2 separate regions of the Bos taurus genome follow, and region 2 is linked to region 1. The links are chromatin contacts, called in public Hi-C maps. All regions are on one chromosome and are shown on one strand. The core of a region is the stretch at or near the end of the contact, and the rest is flanking DNA. Distances in the headings are between cores, read along the strand shown.

Region 1 (2,524 bases), core at 9-2,508:
TATCAATCCTCCGGCCACAGCGCCAGCTGCGCTGCGCCCCAAGTCCCATCGGCCGCGCCTAACAATTATAAAAGTGTTCAGCGAGAGTGGGTCGGCGTGAGTGTGAACGGGTGTGCGCGCGGGGGGTGGCCGGGAGGGGTGGGCACGGTGGAGCGGTGTGCAAAAATCGGAGTTTCAGACCATCGGACAAGGGCGTGGAGCGACTCTCCGCGAAGCCCCAGGGACCCGCGGCGACTCAGTGCGGGTGCGCCTCCCCGCACACACTCACAGCAGAGTTCGTACTGGGAAGAGTTAAAAAATAAACATTTACAAGGGCAAAGAAAGGCGGCACCCCCTTCCCCGGCGCCCCGGCTTCCCGGCGCGCGCTCCCGCCCGGGGCGAGCTCAGCTCGGGGCGCCCGGACCAGTTTGCTGTCGGGTGAGGGTCCAGGCGGTCCCCCAACCAGGGTGCTCAGCGGATAGGGGACCCCGAGTGCAGGGCGCGGGGCCCCCTCGGGGTTCGCACGCTGGTCCGTCGCGACGCGCCGCCCGGGCGCGCGAGTCCCGGCTGCGGGCGGCGCCGGTCACAGGGCCGAGTCGGAGTCGCTGGAGTCCAGGCTGTTCCTCAGTTTGCAGCCGCTGAGCGGCTCCCTCTGCAGCGACAGACTCTGCGTGCTGCGGCGCAGGCACTCCAGGCTCTGCAGGAACGACTTCTTGGCCTTCTCCTCCTCCATAGGGGACGCCCCCTCCTCCTCCACCTCCTGGATCTCGTCGAAGGTCACCGGCTGCGTCTTGAAACGGGACTGGCGCGGCCGCCGCAGCCGGCCCTTGCCCTTGGACAGCTTGGTGGGCCTCATGGGCTGCGGGAACTCGTCGGCCAGGCACACGAAGTGCGGCATCACCGCCTGGTAGCTGGAGCAGATGCCCATCAGCTCGCCGGGCTTGGCGGCCGCCATGGCGCGGCCGGCGTTTTCGGGGTCGGCCGGCGGGGCGGCGGGGCTCTCCGGGGGCGGCCGCTGCGCCGGGGCCCCCCGGGAGGCAGCAGCCTGGGGCTCGCCGCGCGGAGGATCCAAATCTGCTGCGGGGTGGTGGCGGCCCTCACGGGCCCGGGTCGGCGCTCCTCTGGAGGGCGGGCGGGCCCGTCGGGGGGCGCGGGCCTCCGGGGCTGGGTGGGGTGGGGGGTGCGCTGCTCCGAGGCGCTCGCCGCCGCCGCTGTCGCCGTCTGCCCGGCGTCGGCCCGGCCCGCCGCTTATATAGCCGGCTCCTGCCCACACGGCTGCGAGCTCGGATGACAGCGAATGCCATTTAAAGCGTGCGCGCCCCGCGCCCTTCCGCCTGACGTCGCCCCGCCACTCTGGGAAAGTAGCGGCCCTTTCCCCGCCCCGCGCCGCCCGTCAACCCAGCTCCGGAAGGCAGGCCCCGCCCGCGGGCGTTCGGGAGCATCCGAGGCTGCGGAGCGGGCGGCGGGGCCCGGGCGCGGGGCGGTCGGGGAGCGAGGCGGTCCCGCCCGCCCTGGGATTCCCCAAGTCTGGACCAAGCGTGCTGGCCGCGGGGGCGCAAGTCAGCCCCCCCACCCCTGCCCCATCCAGCCGCCTAATCCCAGAAGCACACAATCGAGACGCTCGGTTGTTTGGCCTCGGGTTCTGGGCTGAGCGCGCGCGGGGCGGAGGCAGCTTCCCAGTCTTCCTTGCCGCAGGGAAAGCCAGGCCCCTCGGGCTCCCCAAAACCGAGTTCCGAGGAAAGACCGGATTTCTCCTTTGGATCCATGCCGCCTCTCCTCCCCACGCGCGCACACAAACACACGCACAGAGGCACTCATGAATACAAACACAGCTGATGACTCCAGTCCACTTCTCTCCCCTAATTGTCTTTATGTCTGTGTCTTCAACTACCTGCACCCTCCAAGTCCCTCGCGCACCCCCATTCATGCTCAGAAGAATGACACTTAGATATGGCACTGACAACAACAATAATGATAACTAACCATCTGGAGAGCTTTACTCCAAGCCGGGCAGGGAGCTGTGTTTTACATATATTATCCCACTTAATCTCCCTAACAGCCCTGTGAGGTAGCTGGTATTCTCGCAGTTTTACATATGAGAAAGTGGAGGCACAGAGAGGATCAGTAGTCCACTAGAGACTGATAGACCGAGCCGTCTCCACTCCAGACTCCAGGCTCTGATCGTCCCCTGCTAAGGGTTGGTGCCCACCAATGCCCCCAGGGCTTCTAAAAGTAGGCCCCCTGCCTGGGGTTCCCAGGCTCCCAAGGAAAAAACCCTGAGCATTGTTTTTGACACGTGGCCCTGGAGTGCCAGCACCCAGCTCTCAGGGCTGCTGGGAAAGGAGGGAATCAATGGACTTCGGCCTCCATTCCTTCCATAGCCATTCAACAAAGATTTATTGAGAACCTGCAGAATACCAGCTCAGGAAAGTCCTTGCCCTCATGAAAGTTACAGTCTAGGGAAGCGGGCAGAGTAGACAATAAACACCTAAACAAGAAACGTACTGGGGGTGGAGTGACAGGGATGCAGACAGAGAGATGGGGG
Region 2 (2,524 bases), core at 12-2,511, 55 kb before region 1:
TTTCACCAGGCAGGTGGGAGCGGGAGAGAAGGTAGGGAGGAAAACCGCATCCGTGGATGCCTTCCGGTCCTCTCCCGAGTCACTCTGATCGGGATTTGGTTGACGTCTTCCAGTCCTCTCCCGAATCACTCTGATTGGGATTTGGGGACTTCCTGAAAAAATAAAACAGAAACCCACACTCATAGAAGCCTAAAATTCATCATTAGAGATATTTGGGAAGAGGAGGTGTTGAGTGTTTTGTAAAAGAAGAACTTCAGATCGAGCCTAATTAACCTTGGTCCAAATTACCTAGCTTACTCCGTTAAGAACGTGCATTTGGGAGTCAGGTTGCCGTGATTTGAACACTGCCGCCACCGCTTTAGATTCCTGGATAAGTTATTTCACCTCCCCGAGCCTCAGTTTCCTCCTCTGTAAAATGGGGATAAGTACAGTACCTACCACATCTTCACCAAGGTGAAGATGAGATAAGGTAACATACATAAAGCCCTTACCTGATTCTGTGGCATTTAGAAGACATCCAGTAGTTGTTAGCTGTTATGATTTATTTTTGTTATTTCTGTCTTCTTTATGATGATCCACACAACACCAACTCTGAACCAAACCTTGTACCTGGCACTGCAACCATGAAGAGGAATAAACCAGTCCCTATGCTCCAGGAGCTCATAGTCAGATACACAGGGCAGGCGAAGGTCAGCAGGCACTTGTTCACATGTTAGTATGAATTAGCTTCATAAACCACTTGTCTTTGAAAGGGGGAAGGTTGTGAGATCAAGTCCGTAGGAGAGAGAGGTTCACACCGTGGAAAACACTTGCCTGCGCCTAGAACATCAGGGGATTTCATCTATCCTGTTTTGTTGTTTTGGGATCAGAGTGGGGATGCAGAGCTGACCTCTGGGACAGAAACCAGGGAAATCAGCTTCCAGGCAGATTCTTCCAGATTTTGCTGGTGCTTGGCCTGAGGAAGTTCCCTGCAGGAGGCGGGGGAGCGGGAAGGCATCCGCCTAAAGTTCCAGAAAGGAAAAATCTTCTGGGCCTGCCAAAAGCACATCATTGTTCCCACCATACCCCAGCCTCAGACCCACCTCCGCAGGGACCTCCGCCCTGCCTTGGCCTTGAACTTGGGAACGCTGGCTTCTCTGCATTCTGTTCGCTTGGGAAGAGCTGCGGGGCTTATTCTGGGAAGTTGGCTCGACCTCCTGCCCTGTGTTCCCCGCTCCTCCCCTAGATGGGGACAGATACTGCATGGGCCCTGGGCCACCCCCATGGTCTGCGAAGAGGCTCGGTTCAGAGGCAGGCAGAGCAAGCCTGGGAATGTGGGTGGTGGAGTGGGGAGGCTGGGTGGGCTGGTGACCCAGATTTCATTTCCTGTCCCGCTTCCCTCCATTCCCAGACACCAGCTGGGGCTGGACACAGACCACAGGCCAGCAGGGAACCGACAGTCATCTCCTCGCTGTGAAGCCAGGACTCAAGTTTTGCTCCAGCCTGGAGTCGGGCGTCCTGGAGCCCACCTGGACCCCGCCTGGACGGCGTCCCCAAGGCCTTTCTGATGGAGGCGAGGAGTGTGTCCACCAGGTCCACCATCCCCACCTCCGCTTCGGCACAGGAACAAACTGAGCTCGGGGTGCAGCTGAGACCTGACGAAAGTGACACAGTGGGTTGGTGGCAGGGGTCGCATCCAGGCCCAGGTCTTCTGACTTCACGTTGCTGGGAAGTTCAGGATAAACGCAGGCGTGAATGAACAAATGTATGAAAATCCTGATGCCTACGCCCCTGCCACAGTAACAGGGGAAATTAAGAATCCATTAGACAGCTCGTCATGAGGACTCGAGAGGACCAGGACACCAGAAAGAGGGAAGAGGGTCTGGCAGTGCCCACACCATGCCAGTTCTTGGAGTGGGGACATCCCTAGAACTTATTTACCTCTTCTGGGATGGGAGTGGTGAGGGAACTCTTTCCTTCATTTAGTTAACAGAAGTTTATTGGGGGAATATCAAATGCTGGGGGCTTCCCAGGTGGCGCTAATGGTAAAGAATCCTCCTGCCAAAGCAGAAGACATGGGTTCGATCCCTGGGTCGGAAAGATCCCCTGGAGGAGCAAGTGGCAACCCAGTCCAGTATTCTTGCCTGGAAAATTCCATGGACAGAGGAGTCTGAGGGGCTACAGTCCATGGGGCCCCAAAGAGTCAGACACGACTGATCAACCGAGCACACACCTATCAGCGTTTGCTGCCGTGAAATTTGCCCAGCAAACCCCTCAGATAAGGTCCCTGCACTTGTGGGCGAGACAATCAAATGACAAGCCAGCAAAGGAAGGTGGGATGACCAACGGCAACACCCATGTGACGGGAGCAAACAGGGCTGGGAGGCACTTGACAGAAAGGAGGGTTTGGAGGGCTTTGCCTCTCTGAAGAGGTGGCATTTAGGCTGAGCCCACGGAAAGAGAAGGAACCAGCCTGGTGGAGCTCTGGAGAAAGGGCTGTTCCAGGCAGAGGAAACAGCAGGTGCAAAGGCCCTGAGGTCAGCAT

The links. Hi-C and Micro-C count contacts between places; a contact is called where the count stands out from the background.
Region 2: a contact with region 1 is called in a Hi-C map of skeletal muscle, with 4 times the contacts expected there. The contact joins the enhancer-like site here to the promoter of C15H11orf96 in region 1. A contact is called at or near these places in 3 of 11 Hi-C or Micro-C datasets (liver and skeletal muscle).

What each region holds. Positions count from the first base shown.
Region 1 is chr15:74,042,713-74,045,236 of ARS-UCD2.0, reverse strand. C15H11orf96 (chromosome 15 C11orf96 homolog) reads right to left here and starts at 1,258. Exons shown (of 1, transcript NM_001145035.1): 1 at 1-1,258. The coding sequence starts at 934. The coding sequence ends at 563.
Region 2 is chr15:74,097,713-74,100,236 of ARS-UCD2.0, reverse strand. No RefSeq gene overlaps it. Among named protein-coding and RNA genes, the nearest start is that of C15H11orf96, 55 kb to the right of the region's middle. Within about 2 kb of position 1,261, at least 22 of the 102 cell types and tissues checked have an H3K27ac peak or open chromatin away from gene starts, as enhancers often do. A contact at or near this core is called in skeletal muscle, where this site is marked.